Linked DNA regions of Mus musculus: region 1 is linked to region 2. Evidence: chromatin contacts called from public HiChIP or PLAC-seq data. All regions are on one chromosome and are shown on one strand. Each heading gives the region's core, a stretch centred on a gene start, on an enhancer-like site or on the middle of the called end of the contact. The rest is flanking DNA. Distances are from core to core; before and after follow the strand shown.

What was found. HiChIP or PLAC-seq counts read pairs in DNA pulled down with a chosen protein or histone mark.
Region 1: a contact with region 2 is called in an H3K27ac HiChIP or PLAC-seq map of T-cell acute lymphoblastic leukemia, with 2.5 times the contacts expected there. The contact joins two enhancer-like sites. A contact is called at or near these places in 1 of 484 Hi-C or Micro-C datasets (nephron progenitors) and 2 of 115 datasets of contacts at active chromatin or transcription factors (the SCID.adh cell line and T-cell acute lymphoblastic leukemia).

What each region holds. Positions count from the first base shown.
Region 1 is chr12:106,799,415-106,806,555 of GRCm38.p6, forward strand. No RefSeq gene overlaps it. Among named protein-coding and RNA genes, the nearest start is that of Gm52000, 9.5 kb to the right of the region's middle. Within about 2 kb of position 3,032, at least 8 of the 459 cell types and tissues checked have an H3K27ac peak or open chromatin away from gene starts, as enhancers often do. A contact at or near this core is called in the SCID.adh cell line and T-cell acute lymphoblastic leukemia, where this site is marked.
Region 2 is chr12:106,578,151-106,585,061 of GRCm38.p6, forward strand. No RefSeq gene overlaps it. Among named protein-coding and RNA genes, the nearest start is that of Gm32935, 53 kb to the left of the region's middle. Within about 2 kb of position 4,976, at least 9 of the 459 cell types and tissues checked have an H3K27ac peak or open chromatin away from gene starts, as enhancers often do. A contact at or near this core is called in the SCID.adh cell line and T-cell acute lymphoblastic leukemia, where this site is marked.

The DNA of each region.
Region 1 (7,141 bases), core at 1,782-4,281, 220 kb after region 2:
GATCTTATGTAAAAGGCTGACCTGACCTCAGGCTCTCTAAGTGGGTGAGGATGACCCTAAATGCCTGAGCCTTCTACCTTCTCCTTCAAAGTGTTGGAACTACTGGCATGTGCCACCATCTCTGGGCTTGTTCCAAACTCTTTGTTTCGTTTACTGAGACAGGAACACAGGCAGCTCAGGGTGGCCATGAACTTGCTACGGTAGGGCATCATCACCACGCCTGGATTATTATTATGCTTGCGTTTGGTAATTATGTTGAATTCTTTACTCTGCTGTATCTCCCATCATGCATATGGAGGCTCTCAACAGTGATGACTCTGGTCACCGATAGGACCTGTGTGAGCCAGAGCCATTGTGGAGTATCTCTGTTAATACTTGCACGAAAGCTACAGACCTGGCAAGCAACAGAGCTGAGCCCAGAACTCCTCTCTGAGTTCCCTACTCTGCAGCTCCATTGCTTGGCCAGTGGTGTGTGTGTGTGTGTACATGTACGTGTGCGTGTGTGCATGCGTGCGTCGTGCATGTGTGTGTGTGTGTGTGTGTGTGTGTGTGTTTACTGCTGTGAACAGACACCATGGCCAAGACAAGTCTTATAAAGACAATATTTAATTGGGGCTCGCTTACAGGTTCAAAGTTTCAGTCCAGTATCATCAAGGTGGGAGCATGGCAGCATCCAGGTAAGTATGTATAGGAGGAGCTGAGAATTCTACAGCTTCATTTGAAGGCTGCTAGCAGAATACTGGCTTCTAGGCAGCTAGGATGAGGGTCTTAAAGCCCATGCCCACAGTGACACACCTACTGCAACAAGGCTACACCTAATAGTGCCACTCCCTAGGCCAAGCATATACAAACCATAACTCGTGTATGTGTGTGTGTGTGTGTGTGTGTGCATAACTCTGTGTGTGTGTGTGTGTGTGTGTGTGTATTTGGGGGTGCATGTGTATATGTGACGGTGCTCACCCATGCATGCACATCTAGTGGCCAGAGGTTTATATCACATATTTTCCTCTGTATCTCTCCGCTTTATTTTTTGAGACAGGCTCTCACACTGAACCTGGAACTTCACATTTCACTTAGACTGGTTATGAGTAAAGCCCTTGGATCTCTCTCTCTCTCTCTCTCTCTCTCTCTCTCTCTCTCTCTCTCTCTCTCTCTCTCTCTCTCTGCCTCACTTGAGACCATTTACCTGGGTTCTGTGGATCTGAACTCAGGTTCTCATGCTTATGTAACAAGCATTCAGACAATTGAGCTACCTCGAGACACCATAGATTTATTTGGCTTTTAATCTGGTGAACAGTCTCTAATGGTGCACATGTTCAGATGAACAACAGTGAGGTGGGGCAATGACGGAGAATCAAGCCAGACAATGACATCTCATGGGCACTGTGAGCCATGGGGGAAAGCGGGTGATCAGTGAGGGAGGAGGTGATCTCTGCAGAGAAGAAAACACAGATGAGTGCAGGGCTGGAGTGCACACGAGCCAGACAGTGTCCTCAGGGTGGAATGGGCTCTGTGGAGCCATAAATTCCCCACCTTACTCCTGCATACAATCTTCATCCTATCCGGGTATCAAGTGTTACATGCATATGTAGTACAATTATACAGGGTGATATGGACAGCCCCACCCTACTCACAAATGCCTGCTTGATGGTTTGGGACTCTGAGGAGATAGGTCCTTGGATCTAGGTAATGATGAGGGCTAGAGATGCCAGATGGTACCTCTGTTTTCTTCTACAATTTTTGGCCCTAGGGTTGGGGTAGCTGAATAAACTGTGAATGTTGCCCACTGTTAGGGTGCTCAGATATGCTGCAGAGATAGGCATGGGGAGGATGCTGGAAATCAGGAGCTTTCAGGGATCATACAAATAAAAGGCTTGACAGGATCCCAGAAGAACCTGGTGAGTGAGGTATAGGTGTCAAAAGAGCCCCATGGTGTGCTCCTCCCAGTGCTGTAGGGAAGGGATGTAATTTCAACCAGAGGGAAAACACAAGAATCACCTGCATTTGGGGGAGACTGCAAAGTTATTGTTTTGAGTTCATCTTCAAGTCCCTCTGGCTTCCTAAGGGTGTGTCCAGTTGCCAGGTGGAGCTATCTGTGAGCAAAGCAGAACAGAGAGGAGCTCTCAGCCTTCGTTTTGGTCTCTGAGTCTTCATGGAAACTTTAAGGAATGAGTTGCAACCGGCCTTTGTGGTGAGACCACATCTTGGAATCTCTACTTGGCCGGACTTGAGTTGGGCTTCCTGCATTCCCTTAGGCCCTCTGTGCAGTGCCAGGCAAGAGTCCAGTGAAGAGTACCTTCTGTCTTCCCTGTGAAATCACTCTACCACCTGGGTCTCTCCTTGTGTCCCACCAGACTTAAGAATGTCTCTCACCCTGGTCTGCCACCATTTTAGCCAGAGCCTCCGATCCCCTTACTGGGTGTCTCTTGGTAATTTTCCACCATTGACCCTTCCACCTTGACATCACTTCCCAGGTCTTAGAGTCATAATTAGAGTGAAGCTCTAACACTCTCTCTGGTGGAAAACTCCATTGCAATGGACCCTGTATACACAAGCATGGCCACATTTTATTGAGTGCGGTTGAGCAGTCTTGTCTGTGATAGCTCTCAGATGATGTAGGATGCATCAAAGTCTTCTTTATATCCCTCTCTAATAAGAAGGTTCAGGAAAAAGGCAGAAGAGATCTCAGAACCTTCTAGAATGTTCCATGTGGCCCTGCAGTCTCTAACAACCTCTTCAATGCCATGCCTCTGATTCTCCCCAATGCTTTGCAAGCCCAGTGCCAGCTGTGAGGATGGCCCCAGTCTTTGGGGTTCTAGGGCAGTGCTGGCATGTCAGACCTCTATCTGTCTAGACCAGATGAACTAACTGTGTTTGCTTGCCTGCTGCTTTCTGGGTCTTTATCCTTATTTACCAGGGCAATTTGGCCTACTTTGAAGGAGAGCAACCCAACAGGCTTGGTGATGGGAGGAAGAGATAAATGGTGGTGTCTCCCAGCCTGTGGCTTCTACGGGGTTCTCACGGCACCCACAAGGCATGGCAGCTGGGGCAGAGGCTTCTACAATGCAGTTAGGCCTTGGTTGTGGTTGGACTCACCTCTCTACAGTTGAACATGAGCTGATATTGGCAGATAATAACAGAAAGCCAGGTAGAAGTGGTTTGGCCTGGACTGGCTTTTCAGGAGGTCTTTGTTGCTTTCGGGGTACAGGAAAGAACTTTGTTGCATGACAGCCTCTTTACCATATTGTCAAGCTTTGCCTGGGAGGACTGTCTTGACTGATGTATGGCTGACCCATTGTCCTGAGTGGAGACAGGGAGGGGACCTGAGGTCACCTTTACATTTCTCTAGTCTCTACAAGGGCTAAATTAAACACATTGGGAAAGAAGAGGGTATTCATGTCCATTACAGTGTCACAGCTCACAATAAAATTGAGGCTCAGTCTCGCCTTGACTGGCCTTATGGTGGTATTCCTCTTTGCTGTGGGGACCTGAGCTATGCACTGTAAGATATGAAAGAGCAATGAAGATATCCCCTGGCAGGCACAATTTCCCACGCCTCATTGGGAACCCCTGGGTCCTCAATGAAGAACATCACATGGACAGCCTCTGAGCTCAGCACTGAGGGTTGCATCTCCCACTTCATTATCACCGCAACAAACGTCGAGGCCATTCGGTGATTCATGTCCTTCACACTGCAAGGGCTCAGAATCTCTGGGATGTCCAGGTTCATTCCTTAACTCTGCATAACGTGTGTCTTTGTCTGACAGCCAATCACAATAATGAAATGAAGTGCTGGGTAATCAATGTGAAAAGATAAAGGGTGTCTTTACGGTAGATTCCTTCTTTGCAACAGAAACATTCTCTTGAAAAGCCTAGTGCTTGTGAGAGTATAGCTGTCCTCAGTCTTGTCTATGTATGAGCTCACCAGGCAGTGCTGAGAACCCAAGAGCACTGGGTCTCAGGGCTACAAGCTCTGGCTTGCGAGGTCTGGGGGTGCTGTAATAAAGCCTTTTCTCCCAAAGTTACTTTTGGTCAATGTTTTGTGACAGCATCACAGAAACCAAACTGTCTTCACAAACCCCATTAAAGAACTGGAAAGTCGAAGACCTCCCCTCATCATTTTCAAGTACCCAGTTGCTTAGGACACACATTTACAAAGGAAGTTATTAGGACCATGTTGGGTTTGGTGACATTGTGAGTCAGGAGGACTATGGGTGACTTTCTAAAAAAAAGGATAAGCAAATATAGACTCTCAACGCCTTGGCACCAAGAACTGAGTCATTTGTCCTCAGCAATATCGACTAATGTCATTCAAAATTGACAGCGTAACAATGCAAGAGAGACTACCTTATATTTTTATTCTTTGACAGTTTCATATGAATATATAATGAATTTTTGTCATTTCTACTCCCTTCCTGACACTTACAGACTTTCCTACCTGCACTGAAACAACTTCCTCTCCTCCTCTCAAGACTTTTTGGGAAGGAGTGTAAGTGTACCTGTGTGTGCATGTGCACACGAGCACGCATGTACATGGGTGCATGCATTGTGTGTGTGTGTATGTGTGTGTGTGTGTGTGTGTGTGTGCGTGTACTCCTGAGTTTAATGACTTGCTTACATGATCATGAGTGAGATGCTATTTACTTGAGTTGGGCAAATTTGCAGTGTTTACATTACAGAAGAAAATGACATCAGAAAGAGAGAAAAGATAAAGAGACGCTGGGTAGGATGAGGCTGTACTCGGGTGCACCTCTGAGCTTGCTGCATTGTGCACCGAATCCATCTGATCTTTGTTCTGCTGTTCTTCTTGGCTTAGTCACTGAAATAAATATTCTTCACACTTATTATCTACTTGAACATCCTTTTGGGCTGTGGAGTTTTGTTATGAATGTGTTTTCTGTTTGTTGTCTTTACCTGGGAACATATTGGAATTATTTTTTTCATTAATTTATAAGTTCTCTTTCTAGATTAAGGATATTAATATCTTGTCTTTATGTTTCAGGCATTATTTGCCAACTTGTTTGTTCCTTTTACATTTTAGCATGTTTTCGACAGTATTTATTATCTCTTTTCTGAGAGTTAATAGAAAAAATATATTCATGAGCAAAATTTGAAAAGCAAAGATGGGAATGTGAATTCTGAAACAAAGTATGTTTTGATTCCTCAGAAATAATCATGACTACATTTTGGTGCATCTCTAGCTGCTGACAGGAACATGAGTTTTTTTTTTTTCTTTTTAAGAAATTGAAATTATATAGTGTTTGCTAGCTATATTGTAGCCTGTTTTTGTGAGTGTTCATTTCCCTAACCAATAGTCTTCTAAGGTGTGATATTTCATAGCTATGAGCTCTTCTGTTATAGAGTTGCTGTATATTATTTTAAATGGTTGCCTGGTACCCAGAATTCTTGATGCTTCCAAACATTACTCAGAATAAATACAGCAATGAGAACCCTTCAAGATGAATTTATCTGATCCTGTAGGTTGGATTTGGCCCTAAGCATGGGATTGTGAGGATCAAAGATAAGTCTATAATAAAAATGTGATAAAAGTAAGATAGCTCACTGATTAAGAATGTTTGCTGCTCTTCCAAGGAGCCTGAGTTTGTAGCCCACCCCCCCACCAACATCAGTGCTTCTGTAACTGATATAAACTGTCTGTAACTGAAGCTCCAGTGGCTCAGAGTTCCTTTTCTGGTCTCTCTGTGCACATGCTCACAGGTGGCATGTACACACATACACAAGCTGAATAAAGTCTGAGTGACATGTACCCACAACAGTCTAGAAGGTTCTAAGCACGGTGTAGCTAGCTCACCAATGCAATTATGCATGAGGCGAAGGGAAGCAACCATTGTCAGAGACCATAAGCCTGGTGAACATGCATCTCTGGCCTCACAAAGACTCAGCCAGATGAGTATTTCTCTGAGTCAATAGGTGACATTTAGGGAGGTCAGGATAGATGCCTGTGACCAGGGAGTCCAGGAGCTAAAATTTTGGAGGGAGCTACCCCGTGTATATAGTGTGCTGCTTCTGGAGAGACACAAGAGGGATCAGTTGATGGGGAACGTGGGGAAAACAAAAGTTCGAAGGTCCAGAGGAAAGATAAGTCAGAGGGCAGTATAGAGAAGGCTCTGGAGACCCTGAGAGGGAGAGAGCAGACATGTCCATGAGCGGGAATGATAGGAGCAACCCAGAAGGAAGACAGCCAACAGATTCACTGCCAGGATTGGCTCCCTGGTCCCTCGATTTCAAAGGTATCTGACATGTTGGCATCTGTAGCTGCGAGGGCAAATACAGAGGAAATGCCTGCCTGTGCAGCCTGGTGCCAAGCATTGCCCAGATAGCATCTGTTCTTTGAGGTGTTGTTATAGTCTCCTGGGGTCTGGATTGACCAAGGATGGGATCCAGGGCCACGCTATACATGTCAGTTCACACTGAGACTGGGCTTTCTTTGACATCAGGGATCATATGCATTGATGTGCTTTGGAAGGACTGTCCTATATCAGGGATATTGAGCACTCCCAAGGACCGGCCTACTTCTCCCTCACTTCTCTCAGCTCAGGGAATTCTCAAGAGAAGCTTTTCAGTGCTGCTTTTATTTTCTGTCTCATTTTGTAAGGTGTGCTGTAGAGCCAGGGGCCCCGTGAAAACATTTACCTGGAACTTAATATTCTGTGGCCATTTCCAACTTGAATGTGTTGAGATTAAGGAGAAGACATGAAAACATCACAGAGACCAAGGAGGTGCTATGAAGACAGGGTGTGTGTATGAGGGGAGGGACACCAGGCCTTGGCATAAGAAAGAGTTGGATTCCATTTCTATAGAGCCTTGCAAAGCATTTCAAATTCTTGGTGAGACAGCTAGACTCAAGGTCCTATCCCTAAGGGCTTCTGACTCTAGTCCCCAATTTGGATCATGGCTTTCAGCTTGTGCTGTGTGCTTTGACAGTGTTTATGTATATGTTCCTAAGGCCTGAAGAAAATTCCCTACTCTCTCTCTCCATGCTTGGGAAATTTCAGTCCATTTAAAAAAAAAACAAACAAAAAACAAAAAACAAACAAACAAACAAACAAACCAGAGTTAAGGGTCAGCAAAGACTCTTAGAAACAATTCCCAAGCCATAACCAGGGCTTTGCAGCCATTA
Region 2 (6,911 bases), core at 3,726-6,225:
TCCTTTTAACTTTTTTGCCTGCAACACAATTCTTTCTCTTGGGATGGATCTGTACTCCCTATTAGCAGTTTCCCTTGGCAGGTGGTCCAGAGCTCTGGAATCTCTAACATTTTGGGATCTGCAAGGCAACTTCAACTTTACAGCTTCTTGTTCCAATGTCTGGGACCCACACATGATTTCCCAGGATCCTCCAAAGGGCTTGGGTCACTTTTTTATCTCTGCCCTCCGTAACACACTAAGTTCTGGTTGACTCCACTCCACCGCTGCTAATACTCTTGGTAGTAGTCCCATGGGGTCTTCTGCTGAAACTAGGTTTCACTTCCACTGATAGCCTTTTATAGGCTTTATTTCATGGTGCCAACTCTCAACTCCTTTGCTTCAGTCCTGGGCCTTCAACTGGCATTGAGACTTCACCCTCACCAGTGGCCTTTCTTGGGCTCTCATAATGCCAAGCCTCAGCTGTTTTCTGATTCCTTCATCCCTTTAAAACCAGTCCACTTGAATGACTCTTACCAATCCTAGCTGCCAGGATGAGGTGCAACCTTGCTTTCCTCTGGAGTACAGCTTCTTTGTGCTCTCAGAAAACACTTTCCAGAAGATTTCACCCCAGTGATGCTGGTCTCTTTTCAATCACAGTGAATTTCTTAGCTCCAGCTAACCAGCACCAATTATCCCAGTAATTCCTTCTATTCTTGACTTTAAAGCGAGATCCATCTGGCTGAAGCTACCAAGTTATGTTGCTTGCAGGGGCTGGAACATGGCCCCGTTGTTCTAGTTACATCTCTCCCATTTTTCTGTTTTCAATGATTTCCCTTATTGCTTGACTACCCTGGAACTTGTGCTGTAGGTTGACTTTGAACTCAGAGATCTGCATACCTCTGTCTCCTGAGTGCCAGGATTAAAGTTGAGTATCACCACACCCGAACATGTGCTTTTCCTTACCTGGATCTTGCTCTAAATCAGGCTGGCCTTGAACTCAGAGATCTGCTTGCCTCTGTCTCTGGGGATTAAAGGCGTGTACCACCATGGCTGGATATTTACTTCCTTTTCACAGGATCTTTTTAAGTTTTAGATTGTAGTTCATTCCAGATATAGTCAAATTAACAACCACGGGTAGCCATCACAATTCCCTCCCTTGTCAATTTGACGTACAATCATATATCCTTGTGTCCAAATGAAAACAGCAACCAGGGCAAAACAATGCCTAACACGATGCAAGTATCCCCTGTTCAATCACAGAGGTAAGAAACTTAACTGTCTGGGATCTTGCCCCAAGGTCCCCAAGGTCACCACTCCCTTAATTCATTTAATAGTCTTGAACACAGAATTCAGCTCCATTCCACTTCCTGGTGCTCCTTTAATGCTTGAGCCGTATATTTTGTAGTTTTCCTTACTAAGCTTGCTAGACGTTATCAAAACAGTCTTATGAGAGTGAACAACAGGACAAGGTCTGAGTTAGACTTTTGTTTTTGAGATTTCCTTTGTTAATATAATTAATTTAAATCATTTAAATCTCTCTCTCTCTCTCCTTTTTTTTTTTTTTTTTTTTTTTTTTGACTCAGGCAAGCTCCAAGGCCAAGAAGCAGCAACATTTTTCACCAAAATATCACAAGAACAATCTCCAGGCAACAAGCTAAAATACTTCTCCTCTGAAATCTCTTGAGCCAGGTCCCCACAGTTCAAATCACCCTCGGTACAATTGTCTTCCATGTTCCTACACGTATGACCTATTAATTTCAACTTAAAGCATTCCACTGCTGTACTAATCCGAAGTTCCAAAATCCACATTCCTCCAAACAAAATCATGGTCAGGTCTATCACAGCAATACGAACTTCTGTTTTAGTTAGGGTTTCATCGACGCGAAGAGACACCATGATAAAGGCTACACTTAGAAAGGCAAACATTTAATTGGAACTGACTTACAGTTTCAGAAGTTTAGTTCATTATCATTATAGTGGGAAGCATGGCAGCACGCAGGCAGATATAGTGCTGGAGAAGGAGCTGAGAGTTCTACATCTGGATCTGAAGGCAACCAGAAGGAGACTGTCTTCCACAGGCAGCCAGCAGGCAGCTATTCCCACAAATAGGGGCTGATTAAACACTAGGAAACCTGAAGCCCTCCCCCACAGTGACACACTTCCTTCCACAAGGCCACACCTACTCCAATAAGGTCGCAACTCCTAATAATACCACTCCCTATGGGAGCCAAACCTATTCAACCCACCAATCATTAACTTCAGGGATTAGATGCTGCCATCATCCTGCTGGAAGGTCCTCTTGGCATTTGTAAAATATTTTTACAGCAAATGTTTCTGAGAAGATCGAAGGACTCATTCTATAGATGGGAAGTGAGCTAAAAGGTCAGTAAGATGGTCCAGGCCACTCAGCCAGTCCAATCTACATCTCTCCATCCTCCTGCTTATTTTTTATATTATTTATCATGAGTATGTCTCCGTGTGTGCTTGAGGGTCCGTGTGTTCACAGTGCATGTGTGGAGATGTGAGGATAAGTGGTTGGAGTTCGTTGTCTCCTTCTACCATGGGTCCAGAGGTCAAGGTCTTCATGCTTGTGTAGCCAGCATCTTTGAGCCATCTCACAGTCTCAGCCTACCTCGAATTATGGTATTTATTTTTTACTTAACCATCTCACCTTCCTGTTTGAAATTATAAGTTATAGTAAGGAGGAAATTCTGAGTAGATACGGTGTTGAAAAAAAAATCAGGAAGTAATCCATCAGTAGAATCTTCATAACTCTTCATAACATGAAAACACACATAAACTAAAGGCAAGATAACTTTCTTTCACACACACACACACACACACACACACACACACACACACACACACACAGCACACAATACAGACATAATTTCATAATTTTAACCCAATCTTTTTGGGTTTTGTTTCTTGTTATTCCAGAGAATGATTCCAGAAGGTGAAGAGCCTGGTTTAAGCTTCCTGGTCCCTTTTTCCTTCCTGGTCCCTTTTTTTTCCTGCTCACTTTCTTTTACTTCCTTGACCATGCTATAAATGTCAATAACTATTTCTCTGTGACAGGTCACACACAGTATCTGGTGATTTGAAGGTGAAGTAAACGCAGCTTAATTCCTGGAGGAATTTGAGGAACTTGAAGACTTGAGACAAGAAGTCTGAAACTTGGCGCTGATGCGATCAGCACCCATGATCCTCTAGTGTTATTCCACATACATACCAAGAGTAAAGAACCCCTCCTAAGAAAGCATGGGTCCCTCACAGAATCAACACCTAGAATGGCTGTAGAAAAAGATACCCAAACGGCATCACAGACAAGATGTATTGACACAACCAGTAAGGCTGCCCTAGAGACTACCTGAGAGCCATCAACCACTGAGGATGGGAGACAGGATATTAGCCAGATGCTTCAGGAAGGGGGCTTGGCTTGTTCAGTGACTCTGGGTAGGCATACACTGGCTTCCTGATGAAATACACAGAGTAATGGGATATATTGCACCAGATGTTCCCAGAGTTCTCTGTGTGCACCATGTCTTCCCAGATGACCCATTGAGCAGATTTCGTCTGTCTGAGGTCATCACTGCTGCTCTTTTGGCCCCACACCCTTCCCATAATCCTTTTATTTGTTGCCATAATTCCTTCAGTTATCTATAGCTTCCTGGGCCCTGACTTCCTTCTTCCCCCTGTTTTAATTACCTCAGAGCTATCATAAGGGCCGTGGTCTGGGAGTGGGCATGGAGGAGTCCGTCATGGATAGACTCTGGCTATTTACACATCCACAGGCAGATCACAGAACTGCAGTGTGGTTTCTGGTCAAGTCCTCTTCCTGGCTTGTGGGCTTCTCTGTGCATGCTGTCACCACGGAAAGACAAAGGTTGATCTCTGACATCGGTTAAAAGGAAAAGATATTGATTCTATGGGCTCTGGACTCTCCGTTCACAATCATTTAACCCGAGTTATCTCCTTACAAAGATACAGTGCATGCAGGGAGCAGGAAGGACCTCAGTACAAGAATTTGGGGGAACTCAGTTCAGTCCTAGCAGCCCTGGTGTCAAAGAGCGTGGCCTGGTATTCCTCTCAACCTTCTTCACACACTCTCTTAGCTGTATTCTCTCTGAACTGAAACTTGTGGATGGGGTCTAGTGACAGAAGCACACAAGGACACACACACAAGGACACACACACACTCACACAAGGACACACACACACACTCACACACACTCACACACACACACAAGGACACACACATACTCACACACACTTGTATACACACACACACACACACACACAGTCAGCATCGATGGCTTGAGAGATTGATTGACAAGATATACATATACACCCGCTATAAACTTTATAGTTGGCTCTTGTCCTTGGATCTTCTTGTCTTTCCTAAAATGGTTAATCTTTTAAAAATGAATTATTCTTTATTAGAAGACTTAATGTCACATAGTAAGAACTAATGAAAGACAGAAGATACCAAAGTAAAAATGAAAGTCGCTGTGCATAAATAAATGTATAGAAACAGGAAACAGAACCAAAAATGCAGAGAAGCACAACATTTTCAGTATCATCCCTAATTAGAAGAGAAGATATGCCTGCAAGCAAGCACAAGCAGGAGTGTAAGATTCCTCATAAATGTTCAGATGCTAATCCAATCAACATGACGTTTTTAGGTTTTAAATACAGAGTACATAACTTTTACAGAGATTTAAATATAGGGTAGTTTTGGCTGAAAGTCATTTCCCCCTCCTCTCAAGGGCCCTTTTCTGTTTTCCTGGCATCCAGCTTCCTGCACTCCCACATCGGCATGCACATCTAGAAATTGAAAAGCGAACATTGGTGTCGTTCCGAGCCTGGGTTACCTCACTTAATATAGCGCTTCTTGTCTTTCAGCCAAGGATCTCTCAGTCACTCATTGCTCTCTACAGATGTCCTGTGCCCACATGGCCACACGTGGGTTTGCTCACTGGTGACAGCCGGAGACACGGCACTTTCTGTTCCTTTGCCCTGTGCCTTTGACCCCCCACCTCTGAGCTCACACCTCATGCCTCTCTGTGAGGCAGGACTTCCCTCTTTAACAGCTGCAGTCACAGAGTCTCCTGAAAGTCAGCTAATGCGACTCTTCATGATGGATGTGCTGTCTCTTCCAGTCTCCTGGCAGTGGTTAGTGACAATTGTCAATGTGACAAAGTTTATAGTTTCCTGGGAAGAGTCTCAGAGAGGGGTTCTCAAGAGCCGGTTGGTCTGTGGGCACACCTGTGGAGATTTGTCTCAACTGTCTTAACTGAGGTGAGGAGACCAAGCCTGAAATGGGTGCCACCAATCCCTCCGTTTGAGTCTCCGAATGTGTGAGAAGTCTAGAGTCAGCTGAGTGCAGCCGTGAGTGCATTCAATCCTTCTTTGCTTCTGTGTTTCTCTGCCCACTGGTGTCAAACTTCTGCTGCCTCAACTTACCTTCAATGATGGACTCTGACTGGGAGCCACATGCTAGAATAAAGCTTCTTTCTTAAGATGTTCTTAGCTGAACTTTTTATCACAGCGACAGGAGAGAAGCAAGAGGCTAATGGCGTCAGCGATGGCATGCTTTCACACTTATGACTGCTGCCCATAGAGACCCAAGACCCTTTGCATCCTATCAAAGGTCATCATCTCCATTTCCCATGTTTGTTTTCTCTAAACTTCCTCAACTTTTCCCGGTGCCAGGCATCTGGCTTTCCTGTGGGTGTGGCTTCTTCAGGCTCATTGTAGAGTCAGGCAGTGCTACCTACTGCTGAGAGCTTGGGAGGAAGGACTGGGCTTTGGCCAGCAGTCCTCTGAGGACAGATCTCTATAGGAATGGGCGCAAGCCAAATGTCCTTATGTTACCGCTACAACCCAGAAATGCCCCTTGCGTAGGAAGCTGGGTGTTGCCTGTCTTTGCTCCCCCACTCCTGTGAGTTCCGGGGGTAATTGTGTTCCTCTTGGAAAATACCAGCCCATTTGCAGGCTGATCCAACCTCTCTGGCCTCCTAATGTAGAAGACATTTGGCAGCCGTGACAAGTGACAGAAGATTTCCCGGGTGGGCTCCTGGGATTTCATCTCCAAGGCACAGGCATGCAGGGGACCAGGCTGCTCTTCAGCTTCGCCCTCCATAGCCAGGTGAGGGGAGACAGGATGGGGTTTCAGAGACACTCAGTATGCCATCCAAAGCCTTCTCTGAGCCACAAACTCCTGAGTTTCTGGGGATGGAGCCATGAAAATCTGGGATCCTGCTCAGTCTACTTTAGCACTCAGACAGGATATTAGATGTTTAATATCATTTGGCCACCATACAACTTCTCTTCCTTCTGATTCTAAAGAGTCTAAAGATTTCATTGGGCCCTTCCTTGCTTCCTGATCCATGCCTCTGTCCTCTACATTAGGAACTGAGCCAAACTTTATGGCTTCTGGAAAATTCTAGATGTGTGCTCTCCATGACTCCTTCTTACCAGTGTGTGCATACCACATCACACGCTCACCTGTTCACTAGGAAATAAAATAGTCTTCATTTTATATTAAAAAGAAAACTCTTCTGAAGCCTGCGGCGATGCTCTGTCCAGTCTACAAACTTTAAGGTATGAATATTAAGCCTAAGTATTCAGATGCAGTCAAAAGAGCCAATTGATGTGGCTTTTACTTCCCATCAAAGGCCGCCGCTATCTCACAACACAGAGCCAAATCCTGTAGCCAACCCTGCTTTGCTTCAATCAGATAAATAGGTACCCCAGAGAAAGCCATTTATCTACCCTACTTCCAGATGTCAGTTCTAGGGAGACGGTTTACTACCTGCTGGAGAGACCCAGCTGCCAGTCAGCTTCAGGGGCAGGAATGAGATGTCTCCTTGCTGTGTCCACCGTTCCGTTCCCTTCCAGCAGGGTGAGGGCAGGACTCTGCAAACCAG